Regions from separate parts of the Mus musculus genome. Here region 2 is linked to region 1. A link is a contact called in public promoter capture Hi-C data. All regions are on one chromosome and are shown on one strand. The core of a region is the stretch at or near the end of the contact, and the rest is flanking DNA. Distances in the headings are between cores, read along the strand shown. Region 1 holds the start of Tubg2 (tubulin, gamma 2). Region 2 holds the start of Cnp (2',3'-cyclic nucleotide 3' phosphodiesterase).

Region 1 (4,058 bases), core at 908-3,407:
CTTTTAAGTAGGTAGAGAAGGCAAATCCCTAACAGAAAGGACGGTCAATGTCAAGGGCTGGAGAGGGGCAGGGCCAGAGGGGGCGGGGTGAGACATCTAAGAAGGAATATGGAGCTTTAGGGAAGACAAAAAAATTCTGGCTGTAGTGGCATAAGCCTGTGATGTTAGGACTTGAGAAACATCAGCCGGAGGACCAAGAAATCAAGATTATGAGCTACAGAGTGGCACTGAGGTCAACCTGGATCACATGAGGGATCCAGGCCTCTCCAGCCCCCTCAAAAAAAAAAAATCAAAACAAAAAGGTCTCACACTTAACAAAAGATTAAAATAGTAAACTTAGCATGGCAGTGGTGACGTAGGCCTTTAATTCCAGCGCTTGGGAGTCAGAGACAGGTGGACTTCTGTGAGTTCAAGGCCAGCCTGGTCTCAGACCCAATTCCAGGACAGCCAGGGCTACACAAAGAAAGCCTGTCTCCAAAAACAATTTGGTACCTTTAAAAAAGATACAACTATCCCTTCTCTGCCTTTTGGTTAAACTCAGGTGTAAAGGTATAACTTAATTAATTAATTAAGATACAATGTAGCCTGAGCTGTCTTAGAATTTATGTAGATTAGAATCACTTGCCTCTGGCTCTGAGTGCTCAACTGAAAGGTATGCCTCTATCTGGATGTACTTTCTTTCTTTTTCAAATATATATGTATATATATATATATATGTGTGTTTGTGTGTGTTTGTGTGTATTTTCATTTTTAAAAAAAGATTTATTTATTCATTATATGTCTTAAGTACACTGTAGCTGTCTTCAGACACACCAGAAGAGGGTGTCAGATCTTGTTATGGATGGTTGTGAGCCACCATGTGGTTGCTGGGATTTGAACTCAGGACCTTCAGAAGAGCAGTCAGTGCTCTTAACCACTGAGCCATCTCTCCAGCCCCTATATTTTCATTTTTATTGGTTATTTTATTGACATTTCAAATGTTATCCCCCCTCCCAGTTTCCCCTCCACAAACTCCCTATCCCCTTTCCTCTTCCCCCTGCCTCTATGAGGGTGCTCCCCCACCCACCTACCCACTCCTGCCTCAGCACTCTGTCATTCCCCTACCCTGGACCATTGAGCCTCCACAGGACCAAGGGGCTCCCCTCCCATTGATGTATAACAAGGCCATCCTCTGCTACATATCCAGCTATGCCATGGGTCCCCCAATGTGTTCTCTTTGGTTAGTGATTTAGTCCTTGGGAGCTTTGGGGGAGGGGGTTCTGTTTGGTTGATACTGTTGTTCTTCCTATGGGGCTGCAAATCCCTTCAGCCTCCTTCAGTCCTTGCCCTGATTTCTCCACTGGGGTCCCCGAACTTAAACCAGTGTCTGGACGTACTTTCTAATTACATTTATTTATTTATTCCTTGCAGGTTTGCATACTCCAAGAGTACGCATATAGAGAGGTCAAAGGATAATCCAGGAGTTCGTTCTTGATTCCTTATTTCCACCATGAGGACCCTGCAATCAAACTCCGATGTGGTCAGGCTTGGCAGTAAGGGCCTTTATGACACCTGCCAGCCTGAGATGACTTATTTTATTACCCAGGGTCTCACTATGTAGCTCCAGCTGGCCTGATATTCACTAAACAGGATGACCTAGAACTCACAGAGATCTGCCTCCCACTGTCTCCCAAGTGCTGGGGATTAAAGGCACGAGCCACCACACCTGGTCCCAGCTGACAAACTTTGTATTTTTCATAGTGTAAGAATATGAAAATAGCTGAACGCTTTTAATCCCAGCACTCGGGAGGCTGAGGTAGGCAGATCTATGAGTTTGAGGCAGTCTGGTCTATAGAGTGAGTTCCAGGACAGACAAGGCTACACAGAGAAACCTGTCTTGAAAAACCAAAAAGAAAAAAAAAAAAAGAATATATGTAAACACACATACATGTACACCCACATATAGTAGCACTTCCCTTGCATGCTCACTTGAAAAGAGTTGGCTTAAATGTAGCCCCTCAATTTAGCATATCCGGCAGGTGTAGGCAGGTGACTCCCACACTTGGTGCATCCACCTGGCCACTTCTCCCTTCCCTCCCCCACACCCCTGGGGATCCTCGGCTGGCCAAATGTTACCGTGCGCAAGCGCACATAGTGACAGGAAGCGTGGCCTCGCTCTGCGCCTGTGCTGAATTCCAGCTGCAATTGCTAAGAGAGAAAATGATGCCCAGGATGGGCTCTGCCGCCCGCCGGCTGCGGAGAGGCCCACACTGCACACGCGCAGACCCAGCGCCCGCGTCAAAACATCAGTCGACAGCGCGTTCCCCATGTCCTGCGCCTCCGGCTGGCAGGAGTTCCTCTCAGTCGTGACCCCCGCCGCCAGGCCGGGGCGGACGAGCTAGGTCTGATCGGCGATGCCCCGGGAGATCATCACCCTGCAGCTGGGCCAGTGCGGCAACCAGAGTGAGCAAGCGACCACGGTGCCCCGCTTCTATCCCTCTGGTTCAATCCCTCAGGCTGCACTCAAGTGCCTGGTACCCATCAATCCCCTTTGTCCTTCCCATGATCCACCTTTTCTATTGCGCATGATGATCCAGGCAAGAGCTGCCTCCTTAGCCCTGGGCTGTGACAACTTCCAGACCCAGGTGTCTTGGGTCACCTTCTGGAATGTAATAGCCTCTGAGCCTGGGCTCCTCAGGCCTTAAAGCTGTAGCAGACTTGGGCCTCTTCCTCCTCCCCCAGTTGGGTTCGAGTTCTGGAAACAGCTGTGTGCTGAACATGGAATCAGCCCCGAGGGCATCGTAGAGGAGTTCGCCACCGAGGGCACTGACCGAAAGGATGTCTTTTTCTACCAGGTGCCCCCCGCCCCTCCCCCCCAGTGACTTGACCAGGACCATGGGGACCTGAAGGGACTGGCAGCGCGATCTGGTGCTGGGAAACTCTCTGAGTGGATGGATGGGAACAGAGTGGCTATCTTAAGGGAGGGCCTGCAGGAGCCAGAGTTGGGAGGCTTCAGGACTTGACCCATCCTGGCTTACCTCTGACAGGCAGATGATGAGCACTACATCCCCCGGGCTGTGCTGCTGGACCTGGAGCCCCGGGTGATCCATTCCATCCTCAACTCCTCCTATGCTAAGCTCTACAACCCGGAGAACATCTACCTGTCGGAGCATGGCGGAGGAGCTGGCAACAACTGGGGCAGAGGATTCTCCCAGGTGTCACTCCTAGAGTTCCTTGGTAATCCTAGCCTAGGATAAGGAAAGGCTCAAGCCAGTCTGGGGATCCGTCCAGGTTAGACTTGCAAGAAATAAAGAGACGGGGGCTGGTGAGATGGCTCAGTGGGTAGGAGCACCCGACTGCTCTTCTGAAGGTCCAGAGTTCAAATCCCAGCAACCACATGGTGGCTCACAACCATCCCTAACAAGATCTGACTCCCTCTTCTGGTGTGTCTGAAGACAGCTACAGTGTATTTACATATAATAATAAATAAATCTTTAAAAAAAAAAAAAAAAAAAAAAAAAAAAGAAAGAAATAAAGAGACAAATGGGTATGTTGAGAGGAGGGACTGCTAGGGAAGGTTATGTAAATTTTATGCAAATCGTTCACAAAGTAGCATTTCTGGGTTGAGAGAGATTCTGGTTGGGAAGCTCAGTTTCAGGATGGCAACGGAGACAATGGGTGGAGATCTTGGTGCTGAGAAGAAAGAACCTTTGGTCTGACTTTCCCTTCCCCATGTCTACATACAGGGTGAGAAAATTCACGAGGACATCTTTGACATTATAGACCGAGAAGCAGATGGAAGTGACAGTCTAGAGGTGAGGATCTTCAACAGTGAAGCATGCTGGGGGGAAAGATCAGGCATGATTCAATCACGTGAAACATTCAACTCCGCATTCATTTGGGGACATCATATAGAGCGCATTAAGGTGACTAAGCCACTGCCTTGGGAAATCAGAATCTCAGTGCTGTCCGTTATTAAGCTTCTCTTGGGTCTCTGAGTCTTTCCAAGGAGCCTCAGAGACAAGGCTGAAGTCTCTGAGATACCTGGCCACTATCTTTCTCTCTCTCTCTATTCAGGG
Region 2 (4,302 bases), core at 1,403-3,902, 580 kb before region 1:
CTGTGCAGCCTTAAGCTGCCCTGGGAATATTATGTTCTAGAACAGCACAGAAATCCCACTGAGAAGGCTGTGACTTCCTAGAGTTAGCGAATAAACATCTGGCCTCAAAAGGATCAGCCTGGGCTGGAGAGATGGCTCAGTGGTTAACAGCAGTCCTGAGTTCAATTCCCAGCAACCATGTGGTGGCTCACAACTGTCTGTAATGGGATCTGATGCCCTCTTCTAGTGGATCTGAAAACAGCAACAGTGTTCTCATACACATAAAATAAATAAATAAATCTGGAAAAAAAAAAGATCAGGCCATCTTAGGGTTTTAACTACTGTGAACAGACACCGTGACCAAGGCAACTCTTAGACAACATTTAATTGGGGATGGTGGTTTACAGGTTCAGACGATTATTATTAAGGTGGGATTGTGGCAGAATCCAGGCAGGCTGGAGGACCTGAGAGTTCTATATCTTCATCTGAAGGCTGCTATGAGAAGACTGACTTCCAGGAAGCTAGAATGAGGGTCTTAAAGCCCATGTCCACAGTGACACACTTTCTCCAACAGAGTCACACCTCCTAATGGTGCCACACCCTGGGCCAAGCATATACAAACCATCATGCAAGGCCTTTGCCATGTGGTCCAGAAGCAGGGATAAAGATGACTTAGGCTGGATGAAGCCAGGATTCCAGTCAAGTGAGAGGCAATTCAAAGGCAGAATGACTTTGGTCCCCAAACTTATCCCCAGGTCAAGTCCAGGAACTTGTGCCTACTAGACAAGTCTTCTAACACCAAGCTATAGTCCCAGTCCCTAGATAAAAGTATTTTAAATCATGTCTTTTTAAAATTACATTTTAAATGAGGCCGGAGAGATAGCGCAGAGGCTAAGAGCAAGGGCTGCTCTTTAAGAGGACCTGAGTTCAATTCCCAGCAACCACATGGCAGCTCACACCTGTCTATAACTCTAGTTCCAGAAGGTTCTAAACCCCCACATAGACACATATGCAGGCGAAACACCAATACACATAAAATAAAACTCATCTATTAAGCCAGGCAGTGGTGGTACACATTGTTAGTCCCAGCATCAGGGAGGCAGAGGCAGCCGGATCTCTGTGAGTTTGAGGCCAGCCTGGTCTACACAGTGAATTCCAGGATAGCCAGAGCTGGACAGAGAGATCTCTCAAAGAAATAAAAAGTACATTTTAATTTATTTTTGTGTGCATTTATGTGTGCGGACCTACACACCTACTACCTGCCTGTGGCTGTCAGAGAAGAACAAGTCGAGGGAGTTGGTTTTCTATCATTCATGGCCTAGAAGTTCAACTCAGGGTAACGTGGCCATGTTAACAAAGCTATATCTCAACTGCTCCTGAGAAATTATATATAATTATATATCCGTTTGTTTTGTTTTGTTTTGTTGAGACAGGGTGTCTCTCTGTAGGCCTGGCTGTCCTGGAACTCACTCTGCAGATCAGGCTGGCCTGGAACTCACTGAGATCTGCTTGCCTCTGCCTCCCAAGTGCTGGGATTAAAGAAAAAAGTGAAAGTGAACAATGTCACCACGTCCTCGAAGCTAGGATGCACTTGCCTAGCTTGCAGGAACCCCAGCATCTTAAACAGCTGACATGTTCTTGTATGTATGAATTTCCAGCAAGAGGATAAGAAGTTCAAGGTCACCCTTTGTTACATAGAGAGTTTGAACTTAGCCTGGGTTACATGAGATTCATCTTTAAAACAAACCTTTTTTGGGGGATATCCAGCAAAGAAGACTGCTTAGACCCAAGCGGAAGCCAATAGAAAGTCTTTATTAGCCAGCCCCTCAGCCCCTTCACTAGACTTTTTTTTTTTTTTTTTTTTTTTTCCTGAGACAGGGTTTCTCTGTGTAGACCTGGCTGTCCTGGAACTCACCCTGTAGACCAGGCTGGCCTTGAACTCAGAAATCCACCTGCCTCTGCCTTCCAAGTGCTGGGATTAAAGGTGTGTGCCACCACCACCCAGCACTTTTCTCAGGGTAGGCTTTTAATCATAAAAACCACATCCTGTGTTGACACACCTAAGTCAGAAGCAGACTATAGGAGCCAAAAATCAAGGTTAGGACATTTAGGGCCTTTCCCAGAATTATGGACTTTGATGAATTAGGTCTTTGTTTTTGTTTTAGGAGGCGGTGATGCCTATCGGCCTGGTTTCGTGGCCTGAATGGTACTTCCTTCACATGTCAGTTGTGATAAGGTCTATGAGCCTGTTTCAAAATTTTAAACTATCTGACTGCACCCATTTCATCCCAGCCTGCCTGGGAACCCAGGAAAGGCAACTGCCTCCTGTTTTAAGAGTTCATCTCTCTCCTGGTGATGTCTTTAATCCAAGCACTTGGGAGGCAGAGGCAGGCAGATCTCTGTACCAGGCCAGCCTGATCTACATGGTGAGTTCCAGGACAGTCAGGGCTACATAGTGAGTTCCTGTCTCAGAGAAGGGAAAAAGTTAAACTTTAACTTTTAAGGAACAAAGAGGTGGCGTGGCGGACTCTTTCTTGGCATTGAGAGTCCAGGTGTGCTTTTACTTTCTGCCAAGGCTCAGACCGCTGCTTCCTGGCACTCAGGTTTCCATTCCCCGGGGGCGCGTGCGCAGAGGCTCGGGCTGACCCCGCCCTGTCCGCGCGCCCCGCCCCCAGGCTATGAAAGGGACCCTGCGTGGGGGGGCCCCGGACACCCGGAGACGCCCGTGTCCCTCACGCAGGCGGGCGGCCCCGGAGACATAGTACCCGCAAAGGCGGTGACGGCGGTGCGCCCACTCATCATGGTGAGCGCAGCGCGTGCGTGGGGGCCGGGGCGGGAGAGAGGCTAACTGAAAGCGAGATTCTTGGGGATGCATGGGCAGAAGTAGTTTGCAAATGAGGACACCAGGTTCCGGAGTTGAAGTTGCCTCTGGGTCCTCCAAGGCAGCCCTAAGGCAAGGGGCGCGAGCGGGGATATTTTGGGGGAGTCTTAGTGTCTTTGGAGAAGGAAATATCGCCGCAGGGAAGTGAAAGTCGATGCTCCTTGGCGACACCAGCTGGCAAATGGGTCTGGGTAGCACCAGAGAGTGCAGGGCTGTTGTGGAGCCCGCGCTGGGAGTGGGTTCCTGCACAAGGCTATAGAGAAGCCAGAAGCCAGCTAAATTCTCAGGGGCGGAAGCCGTTGTAGATGACAACTGAAACCGCTATGTCTTGTTTTTGTCAGAGAGGTGCTGCTAACACACAGCAGAATAGGGGGCACAGATCTCTGAATACAGGTGCCCTGTGCCCTAATCCTACAGATTGGGGGAGGGGGCGCACTGAGAGAGCAGAGGAGGAGGTGGTTGTGAATATGCCCTTTGTCCAGTGCCCTCCTGCCCTGCCCCCCACCAGCCCTCTGTGGGACCATTGTCCCCCTATACCCAGACAAGAGAGTATTATCTGTTGGTGCCATTGTTGGGTGGAGGGAGGCGGTCTTTGGGTCACCCTCCCCTGCCCTCACCCTCCTCTGCACACTCAAGAGAGCCAAGGCAGCTGTGGCTTTGCCCATACATAGAGCCCCAGGCCTCCAAACAGGACATCCTTAAGAGGTGCCAAGAATATATAAGTTAGGGCTGACAGGGAGCCACAGGCACTTGCTGCCCTTGCGTGCCCTGTCACCAAGGTGTTCTGAGGGGGAGCAGAGAGTGATCCTTGGAGCCAGAGACTAAGAGGTTAGGTAGCTTCAGAAAGATTCCCTCTACCTTACAACCCAGCTGTTGAAGATACTGAAGGATCTACTGCGAGGAAGAAAATCCACCATTCCCCTCCGGGGAAAGCATCCACCATTCAAGGGTGCTTTAAGTTAGGCTTGGGGATTCCTCAACTGACAAGCGGTCCCCCTCTGGGAGAACTCGGCCAGAGACTAGGGTGTGGTGCTTGCGGGCTGGCTTTGAGGAGCCGGGGCTGACATCTCCTCCTCCCTTCTTACACAGAACACAAGCTTTACCCGCAAAAGCCACACATTCCTGCCCAAGCTCTTCTTCAGGAAAATGTCATCCTCAGGAGCAAAGGAGAAGCCAGAGCTGCAGTTCCCTTTCCTTCAAGATGAGGACACGGTGGCTACCCTCCACGAGTGCAAGACGCTATTCATCCTGCGCGGCCTGCCGGGCAGCGGCAAGTCCACACTGGCTCGGCTCATCCTGGAGAAGTACCACGACGGCACCAAGATGGTGTCCGCTGATGCTTACAAGATCATCCCTGGCTCTCGGGCAGACTTCTCCGAGGCGTACAAGCGTCTAGACGAGGACCTGGCTGGCTACTGCCGCCGGGACATCAGGGTTCTTGT

What was found. Promoter capture Hi-C pulls out the DNA fragments that hold promoters and counts their contacts.
Region 2: a promoter capture Hi-C map of liver shows a contact between it and region 1, with 4 times the contacts expected there. The contact joins the promoter of Cnp here to the promoter of Tubg2 in region 1. A contact is called at or near these places in 4 of 39 promoter capture datasets (hippocampal neurons, liver and neutrophils), 1 of 115 datasets of contacts at active chromatin or transcription factors (double positive thymocytes) and 1 of 9 other capture datasets (liver).

The regions. Positions count from the first base shown.
Region 1 is chr11:101,153,727-101,157,784 of GRCm38.p6, forward strand. It overlaps Tubg2 (tubulin, gamma 2), which reads left to right and starts at 2,158. Exons shown (of 11, transcript NM_134028.2): 1 at 2,158-2,442; 2 at 2,722-2,834; 3 at 3,027-3,194; 4 at 3,726-3,794; 5 at 4,057-4,058. The coding sequence starts at 2,394.
Region 2 is chr11:100,572,287-100,576,588 of GRCm38.p6, forward strand. It overlaps Cnp (2',3'-cyclic nucleotide 3' phosphodiesterase), which reads left to right and starts at 2,653. Exons shown (of 4, transcript NM_009923.2): 1 at 2,653-2,782; 2 at 3,950-4,302. The coding sequence starts at 2,780. It overlaps Ttc25 (tetratricopeptide repeat domain 25), which reads left to right. Exons shown (of 12, transcript NM_028918.3): 12 at 1-280.